Regions from separate parts of the Pan troglodytes genome. Here region 1 is linked to region 2. Evidence: chromatin contacts called from public HiChIP or PLAC-seq data. All regions are on one chromosome and are shown on one strand. Each heading gives the region's core, a stretch centred on a gene start, on an enhancer-like site or on the middle of the called end of the contact. The rest is flanking DNA. Distances are from core to core; before and after follow the strand shown.

Evidence for each region. HiChIP or PLAC-seq counts read pairs in DNA pulled down with a chosen protein or histone mark.
Region 1: an H3K4me3 HiChIP or PLAC-seq map of stem cell-derived excitatory neurons shows a contact between it and region 2, with 9 times the contacts expected there. The contact joins the promoter of PDCD10 here to the promoter of ZBBX in region 2. A contact is called at or near these places in 1 of 7 Hi-C or Micro-C datasets (induced pluripotent stem cells) and 1 of 1 datasets of contacts at active chromatin or transcription factors (stem cell-derived excitatory neurons).

What each region holds. Positions count from the first base shown.
Region 1 is chr2:170,891,177-170,896,556 of NHGRI_mPanTro3-v2.0_pri, forward strand. It overlaps PDCD10 (programmed cell death 10), which reads right to left and starts at 3,842. Exons shown (of 9, transcript XM_009446794.5): 1 at 3,613-3,842; 2 at 3,022-3,153. It overlaps SERPINI1 (serpin family I member 1), which reads left to right and starts at 4,437. Exons shown (of 9, transcript XM_516861.7): 1 at 4,437-4,630.
Region 2 is chr2:170,531,107-170,535,718 of NHGRI_mPanTro3-v2.0_pri, forward strand. It overlaps ZBBX (zinc finger B-box domain containing), which reads right to left and starts at 3,099. Exons shown (of 22, transcript XR_008547313.2): 1 at 2,937-3,099. It overlaps LOC107970837 (a long non-coding RNA gene), which reads left to right and starts at 3,044. Exons shown (of 6, transcript XR_001713782.3): 1 at 3,044-3,193.

The DNA of each region.
Region 1 (5,380 bases), core at 2,592-5,091, 360 kb after region 2:
GGTTTTTAGGGCAAAACGAGACAACATTAGGGAAGAAGAGTCCATTAGAAGTTTCTTCCATGTCTATATTTTGTTATAACGAATATCGCTTGCAAAAGGCAGGACAGTGATAAATCTCTAAAATGCTGTGTTACACAGCAATTTTGCGGCAAATGAAAGTGATTCCTTTATCATTTCCACTTAGAAAATTAATCCTGATTTCAGAGACCTCCAAAAAGAACAAACATTTTTCCACAATTTATATTAAAATTCTGTCAATGACTCCTTTACATATAACCTAAATTGCCTAAGCATTATGGCTCATTTGAAAGTTCTTATATACTTCAATCCAGAAAGCATATCAGCTTTATTCATTTCTCTATTTCTGTCCCCAGAGAAGTGCTGGAAGCATTGTGCATGAATACACTCCTTCATTCATTCAGCAAATATTTACTGAACCCTTACAATGTGCCAGGTACTGCGTAAGTAGTGGGGTAAAACATGACAAATGAGAGGGCCCTGCTCAGGGAGCTTATAGTCCAGTGAGGAGACAGTATTTGTCAAATAAATACAGAAATAATTAAGTTTCTATTATGATGATGCCACAAAGGAGTACAGAGTATGGTGAATACATGGCGGAAACCTATTCTGATTTTGGGAAGGTGGGCAAGGCACCCCTGACGAACGATATTTAAATTGAGATGTGAAAACTGACTACCAGGTGGCCACATTTAGGTAGGCGTGAGGGGAACAGTCCAAGGAGTGAGACGGAATATGTAAAGGCCACCAAGTCAGGAAGCAGCTTATGTATGTAGTAACTGAAAGGCATGGTAAATGAGTAAGGCTGGAGATAAGGACGGAGAGCTGGATAGGAGAAGAGATAAATTTTTAGTGTTAAACAGAGTAAGAAGGTAATAGTATTTGAATATTTAAGTCACATTAAGTCTTCTTCTCATGTAAATAATCTAAGGGAACTAAGTCTTTACTCCAAAATATTAAAGATCTGTAGTCAGAAGATCTCAATTTTGTCTTACTCCCACCAGTTACAAGTCACTTAACCAACCTGAGCCTCTTCATTCTCTTTGTAAATATTATCTTACCTACTCAGACTACAATAATAAACAGCCCCTATTCTTACAGACCTTACATCCTTAAGAGAAAGAGACAGATGTATAATATACGGAAGACATCCCAAGTCCTCTAAGAAATAATGTCCAAAAGCTGACATAAGGCTCCTGCAAAGTTCAAAATGAGAAATGCAGACACTGGTGAGCTGCAAACCATGTGTACACATAACTCTGTGAACTCCTAATTATCCAACGTGCAGAGATCTAAAGTGACAACAATACTGCAGCATGTGACTGAAAGATGATAACAACAATACAAACATTAATCCACCATCCGAATAGAAGAAATATCAAAACTATAATTGGCCTCAGAGATAAAGAGTAGTGGCAGAAATGAATCAAGAACAAAATCTAAAACACACTGAACAAATGCATTACATTAACTAATTTCCAAAATTTCCTCATAGTTCAAAAGCTCTTTCCATAATGACAGAGTTACATGCCAAAGGTTAGAACTTATTTCATACCTCCTTCAACAAAAGGCAAATACCTACATTGTCATCTAGAAAACAGATTAATATTCTTTGCTTTACCATCACTGACTCATGTTCAGTTTACGGTCTACTTACATCACTGCACCCTTCTTAATCCAGCACAAAGTCAGTTATCACCACATAATTTTCCATTTGTTTAACTGGGTCTTCCTTGTCTGTGTACTACATTACTCATGGTACATTATTCCTGATTTTACTTCATTCTATAGTATCATACTTTTTCTATTTTAAAAATCGTATTAATTTCCAGACCATCTTAATTTCAACCATCAGGGAAGATAATACCTCTGTTCCGAAAAAATGTTTTTGCATTAAAAAGTGAAGCACATTGTTGATAATATAGTAACTGCAGAGTACATTCAAAATTCAGCATAGTCTGATGATCAACTTATATATAAAACAGTAAGCTATGATTTATTACATGTTAAGAGTAAGCCATGATTTATTACATGCTAACCTGTATGGACATAAAGTTATCACAAATAAATTCTGCCATCAATGAACATACTCTAACAATTCTATTAAAAACTTATCCAATAATAATAGTCATGAGCTATAACTGGTCATAATCATTACAGAGGAGAAGACTTGCATAAAGGCACTACTTTCTGCGAGATATGAACTATACGTGTACTGTTTTTTCATTCTTTAATGTAAAATAAGAATGAATTGAAAGTCACAGTTGATGCTAAGAAAAATAAAAATATGCAAGAGCCCAATTTTATTATTTGCAGACACACACACAAATACAGCCTAGAGTCAAGAAAATGGGGGGAAAGTAAAATCTCAAAAAAGACGATGTTACCTCCAAGAAATGCAAAGTACCTTCTTTTCTAGTAATGGGCACACTAAACTCTCCTAACGCTACATTATTTGAAAAAAGTGTAGTTTTGTGAAAGAATTCCAATCCCACTATTATCAGTTTTACAAAATGAGAGTAAAAACAGTCCTAAGGTAGAAAAAGAAAACAATATTCTTCTAAGGATGGGATATATTGTTTAACTGTTGTTCTCCCATCCTATTACCTACCCGTAAAAATGAACTGTGAGAGTAGAGTCTATCATTTAATACACCCCTAAAAAAGGGGGGGAAATCTGTAAAAGTTGAAACTGGCCATTTTTATTTTTTCCAAAAGGTTCTTTCCTTTATTGAGGAATTTCACTCCGGTTCAAGAAACAACTTTTTATCTCACAATGGCTTCCTAGATATACTATACAAAATACATTTACTTTGTAACTTCCTCCACCCTTTTCAAAAAGCACAACCAACGTCCCTACTCTAAAGCTGGACTCGAACCGGACTAGATTCAGAAAGTCTGTCCCTACGTGTGTGACCTTGGGCACGTCATATAATCCCTCGGTTTCCTCATCAGCATCCCAAAACGAAAGCGCTCTGAAAGCAGTAAAGGAGTAAAAACATACCTTAGGTATGACACCTAAGAGGGTCAAGTCTTTCTGTTTAAGGCAAAATTATCTCCTTAGAGGGCCACATCATTAAACTGGAACTGAATCCGTAGACCCCAACATTTGTCTCTTCCTTCTTCCAGTGCTCTTCTTCCCTCAAAGGGCATAACCCGAGTCACCCCCAAGAGCCGACTCCCAAGCACCCTTTCCTTCCTCCTCCCTTTCTCTTACTTACAAAGCAGGGGGAAAACAGCAGCCTCACCTCTCGGTCCGAAGCCACACCTTCAAAGGACCCCACCCCAAGCACATCCGCCCTGTCCCCTCTCCCGGGGCACCAGGGGCCAACCTCGCCCTTCCCCTCCCGCCCCCACCTAGAGGAGACTTCCTGGAGGCGTTCGGGCCCAAGCCGGCAGGCGGCATTTACAAACCCGCTTTACGCCACTCGCGTAGGGTAACCTCGCTTACGCCCGTAGGGCCCCGCTCTCAGCCCCGTCCGCTCCGCCTGCCAGAACCAAGCCCGAGTGCCTCAGCCATGGCCCCTGCGTGACCCTAGACCTCTTCTGCTCGGTGCAGAGCTACGGGGACTGGGACAGAACAGCTACACCTTACCAGCAACTGAGGCACTGACTTCACTTCCCACCTTGCAGCCCTCTTCAACTCCCGGATCAATTCACTCCGGCGACGCCGGAAGGACCCGAGAGGAACCAGGCGTTGTCCGGAATCCTGCCCAGCAGGAGTCGCGCAGAGGCTTATGGGGACTCGTAGTCCCGCTCGCCGGCGTTGTCCGCAATTCCTGCAATCGGAAGACTACACTTCCCGGCAGGCCATGCGGGGGATCCTGAGGCGATGGGTGGGGACACTTCTAGCCAATAGTAGGAGAGTTCCCTGCCTTTGCGGGAGGAGGTGAGATGAAGAGAGATGGTGCACGGAAAGGAGAGGAAGGGCGGGGCAAGCCCTCACCTGCGCCAATCAGGGTGCGGAGTAGGCCCCGCCGGCGCCTCACCCATTGAGGGGGCGGGCTGACAGAGCAGAGGAAGGAAGGGGGTGAGGGGCCCGTGGTGGGGATCCTGGGGCTGTCGGGCTGAGTATGCCGTGTGGGTGGAGAGGAAGCCTCGGGGAAATCGCCCGGGTGAAGGGAGGGCTTGGTGTGGGGACTTGCACTGGGCAGAGGGGCAGCTTCCCTGAGAGCAGCTAAGCCCCAGGCACACCGGGCATCCGGACACACAGGTCGGGGAAGGCTAGGCTGAGCCGGGGCTCCCAGCAGAGACGCCTGGGTGGGGCAGGAGGCCGCTCCAGGTGTGAGCCACAGAGGAGGGGAGAGGGACCCCCACGGGAGTGGAAGTGGCAGAGCAGCTGCAGAAGTGCAGGGAGCGGAAAGGTACCAGGGCAGCTGCTTTCCGCTGCCTGCGGTCCGGGCAGCTGCAGAAACAGCAGGGGGAGGAGCAACAGCTGCCAAATTCGCCAACTAGAGGAGGGAGAGGCGGAGCTTGGGTCCCTGTAGAAGCCAGAGGCGCAGTCTGGACTGTAGTTTCCCGGGAGAGACGAAAGCAGGAACGAGAGCGGAGCGGAGCACAGTCCGCCGAGCACAAGCTCCAGCATCCCGTCAGGGGTTGCAGGTGTGTGGGAGGTAAGCGTGGGTCCTTCTTCGGGGCGTCTGCACTGCCCTGGAGAAAACGTCTTCCAATAGGAATTACATCAAGACACAGCTAAAAGAGTCCGCCTGGGGTTAGGAAACCGGTGCAAAACCTCTCGGGTGAAAGATTTACATTTTTCGACTTTAAGGGCAAAAAAGCAAAAGGAAGCTTGACTCTGGGTATAAAGGGCGTGGTTAGTGTTTTTGGTTTGAGTTGCACCAGTAAAACTGTTCTGGGAGATCTGAAGATTGAGAAAAATCCTGCTAGTTGAGGACGAGGTGGATGTTATCTGGTGGATGTTATAGGTGCGTAGCCTATAAAAAGCAAAAATTTTGCTATTGATATAGAATGACTTCTGAACTATTTCACTAGGAAAATAACTTTGCGTTCTTCTTCAGTGTCTACCCTTTACGTTGGTTTATCAGATTGTCCTGCTACCGACCTGTTATCCAGGGTGGTTATTTTGCAGTTTCCTAGAATTGCAAGAAATCCGTATTAAAGAAGCAAATGCAGGCAGGAATAGTCAGGATAGGATGGGCTCTGACTTAATCTATCAAAAGTATAACTTTTGCCAGCAATAATGTAAAAATGAATTTTAATGAATGGATAGTTAGCTTTCTTCCCGGTGGCTCTGGAATATTGGAACAAAGACCTGGATTCAGCCTACAATGGAAACATATGGTGTACCTCACTGCTGCTCGTTAGTCTCTCATTTGTGTCCGATAATATGTGTACATTTTAAA
Region 2 (4,612 bases), core at 1,849-4,348:
GAACACCATTGGCAGAATGGGAGGTTTGGGAAACCACTGTTTACAAGATGGGCCACTTTTTGTAACTGAAAACTTATCTAAGTTTAGTTAACTCTTCTAATGACTCAGATCATGCTAGGCACAAGACTTAAAAACCATACCATAAATAGGGATTTTCCCTTACTGTAGCAATATTTTGAAAGGGTCTAATTAGCAAGCAACTTTGGGTGAATTAACATGTTTAGGCATTTAGTACCATAGTACTTAGAAATCAGAGACCCAAGAAAGAAATGTTAAATGAGAATTTAAAATAGTTGCTTTTAATAATTAAAAGAATTTTACTTTTCACATTTCTTCTATCTGTAATTATCCTTATTTTAAATATATATATATATTTTAAAATATTTTAAAAATTATAAGGCAAGAACTGATAATACATGATTTCTAGAATAGTATCTTGTGCTGGAGTGTCCTACTAAATAAATGTGTGCCACATTCTCATAGCAAAAGCTCTAAAAGTAAAGCAGGTATTGATATAGTTTGGCTGTGTCTCCACCCAAATCTCATCTTGAATTGTAATCCCCATAATTCCCACATGTGGCGGGAGGGCCCTGGTAGGAGATAATTGAATCATGGGGACAGTTTCCCCCACGCTATTTTCGTGATAGTAAGTTCTCATGAGATCTGATGGTTTTATAAGGGCCATCCCCCTTCACTTAGCTGTCATCCTTCTCTTTCCTGCCACCATGTGAAGAAGGATGTGTTTGCTTTCCTTTCTGCCATGATTATAAGTTTCCTGAGGCCTCCCCAGCCCTGCAGAACTGTGAGTCAAACCTCTTTCCTTTGTAAATAACCCAGTCTTAGGTATTTCTTCATAGCAGTGTGAGAACGGACTAATATAGGTATTGACTTCAGGTTGCATTCAATCTTTCAGCCAAACAAGATATCTGATAGTAAAATACTGCTTCAAGGCGCTAAATGGTACCCAAGTTGCCCATTTTTTATGCTCTATAGGCAGGTTCTCTTGAGAACAACTGAGAAACTTTGCCTTTAGATATCAAGGGACAAGATACCATTTTAAAATACTTTTGATTAAAAATAATAAACAATATTAAAAGGTACTGAATTTAAGGTCAGAAAACCTAGGTAGACTAAATTCACTGGATTTAAAGTCATAAGATCTTTGTGTGATAGAAATCTCTGAGCTTCAGCTTATCCATGTAGAAAATGGTAAGGATCCTCTCCCCCTCTAATTTGCAGGATATTAAACAAAAGGTGTCTGATTTGTGACTTGACTTGTCAAGCTGTGGGCTTCTATAAGACCTCCAGAGAGCTCACGGTTCAGGGAAAGGGGCAGCCTTAGAAACTACCTAGAGAAGGCACAGCCTTAGAAACTACCTAGAGAAGAAAATGGAGCATCAAGATTGTGCTTTACCCTTAGCATCTCTGCTTTCATCTTTTTTACATAATGAGCTTTAGTGTTTACCTCTCTGCTCACCAAGTTTTATTCTACTCAATGCTCAATTCGAAGGCTGCCTGTATCATGAAGATTCCCTCCATCGAAACCAAGCTTCTCCTCGTATAGAAAGACCATGTTTATTAAACTCATTTGCTATTGTATGTTACCTTGTGTTATTTTTTGCATCTTTGTTTATATAGATTTTGTTTCCCTAAGTAGCCCAAATATTTGAGAGTGGTCCTACCATTGACCTTTGAAACCCCAGCAATCAATACAGTCCCTATACATAATGTAGTGCCAATAATAATGTGCTAAGTATGTAATTTTTTTTCTACTGCTTTTAGTTTTTTGCACAACCTACACTACGGAAAAAATTAAACACGCCCTCTTTCCCACTTCAACTAAACTTTTTGTTTCCTTTTTTCCATGTTTCCTAACGATCTTGATGAGCAATCAACAAATATACATTGAACACTCTCTCCCTGCCAGGTGTCAGGTTAAGCACTGAGGATCAAGGTCAACCAGACAGGTATAATACCAGTCTTCACTGAACTTACACTCTGGTGAAGGAAGTAGGTAAAAATTAAAAAGCGAATAAAATAATTGCAAGAATTATTAAGTGTCTTGAAAGACATAAAGGAACTACTTTCAAACAATTCATTTGTAATACAATTGGTAAAATTATGACAGGTCAGGGCAGCCCTCTGTGTAGACTATAAGATAAACTAAATTGGAGAAAGGCAGAGGGAGTCATTACATTTGCATAAGCATACAGTTTGTATAATTTTAATCCTGTGTAGTTTCAACTTTACTATATTTTTTTAATGAGCCTTGTTAACTTTAGATTTTAAGTCAAGCTATAAAATATATATAACTGAACCTTATATACCTGAGTCCCTCTACTGCTGATTTTGGGAAGAAAAAATAAACTTCCACATCTTCAGATTTCTCAGGAATCGGGCACCCCGCACCATAGCCCTTACTTGTGAGGAGTAGACTTCAAGAAGTAAGTGGGTGCATGTGAACGCGCAGGCAGACTAAAGGCTACAAAAGGGGATGAAATATGGTTTCTCAGGGTGCCAAATTTTTCATAAGGTGCAAATGACTTAAAAGGATAAAAGGGGCTAGTATTTGAAAGGGTCGGGCTGCAGAAGGGGTACAACTGATGCAGTCCCCAATTTCACTGTCTGGGGTTCACTCTTGATTCATTTATCCATTAGCATTTTGGGCTGGGAAGTCTTTGGTGTATACCAAAGGCTTTCAACTCCTGAGGCCAGGGCCCCGTCCTGCTGCCTGCAGGCCTGGCACTATGTCAGCCTATGGCAGGAGCTCAGCAAACACTTGCTGGGCCGGTGCCTCCAGCTCCACCCGAGCTGAGTCTGCTTCCCAGCCGCGCTGCCCGCTCTGCTCCCCGCACCAACTAGCCCGGGCTTGCTGCCCGCTAGGCGGACTCAGAGACCCTCCTCCCCTCTCATCCACCCGCAGCCAGACAACCCACCTGGAGACCCCAGCCTCTCGCGTCACCACCGCCGGATGGCCGCGGATAGCTGCCGGGAGTTTCCGTCTTGGTCTCCTTGGTTACCGCGTTACCTCGGTACCCATAGCAACCAGAAAGCTGGGTTCTGCCACTGTCCGCCGGCAGAGGGCGAAAAGGAGCCTGCGAAATGAGAGAGAAGGGTGATCACAGGAAGGAAAAGGGCGGAAAAACTCAACAGGCTCTGGAAGCTTTCCGCCAGAGAGGATCTTGGAGATTAGGTATGTGCTAAACCTGAGCATGTGTCATATTCCAAGCACAAGTGAGAGACTTATATGTCATATTTGATTCTTCCTCATAGCAAGCCGGCTTAAATCTAAAAAAATTAAGGCACAAAAAACTTGACTATCTTAATCCAAAATTACAAAGCTAGCAAATGGCAGACCCACAAATTAATTCAAGGAGTTTAGTCTCAGAACTCCCACATTTATGCTATGTTTACATGATTTATCAAAGGCTACCATAGGCAAAGTCAATAGAGATTCCAGGTCTCTTCAAAAGTCCAGAACTCTCTTTTCTTTGTACCGAATACATGACCCGTGGAGTCTAATGCATATAAAACAAAAAGCAAAAGCAAATATATGCACACACACACACACACACACACACACAGTTAACCCACAATTCTCAACTCAACTCTTCTTTTCCGAGCAAAGCTGCACCTGTAGTGAATTTATCTTTGGCTTCCTAAATATGCTGTTTTTTATCTCCCTTTTTAAATACTGCAAGTAGGATGTGTGGTTGGTACTGCACTGTATAGGCTTCTATGCTTAACCACATTGCATCTATCTCGGTACCAGACTAACAATCCTAACTATTACAGTTAATGTACTAATCTTTACACCATTACTTTTGACATTACTATGCCTGCCAATACCCATTATAAAAAAAAATAATGATTTCACTTGGCATATTCAATTATATAAGATTACAACCACTATGGATAAGAGAAGACAATGGTAGTCTTCTGGTTATAAGTCTGGATTTTGGAGTCAGGCAGATTCGAGATTGAGTGCCAGTACTGCCACAACTTACCTGCTGTGTGACCATGAGCAAGTAACAATGCTCAGTCTAACTGCTTAAATGAGATAACAGTACACTTAGTCCATACGTAATGTAGTATGGAAGAGTAAATGAAACAATAAATATTAAGTATTTAGCTGTAAGCCAGGCCCATAGTGAGTGCTTAATAAACAGTAAGAAACAGTGGTGCTGGTGTGGCTATGATGGTTGCTATTAACGTGTTCATGGTATAACTTTACCAAGTCCTTCCTTTAACTGTAATACAAGAACAAGTTTCAGGTGGATGTGCGATACTACTGGTTTTCTTGCGCAGACTATTTCCCATACAGGTGCGCTCTTCAAATTACCAAAGATATATTCAGCTTTCGTCCATTTACTGATCTATTCATTTATTTATTTATTTATTCCACAAATATTTATTGAAAGTCCATTTCCTAGATCCCAAAAATACTGGAGTGAAGAAATCGTCAAAGCCCCTCCTATTTTCAAATATATTTTAACAGGAGCAGAAAGGCAATAAACAAGTACAAACGCATGTCAGCTGCTATGAAGAAAACTAAAGCCAAATAAAGAAATAGAAACTAATTGAGTTCTGTTTTAGGGTAGATGGCCAGGGA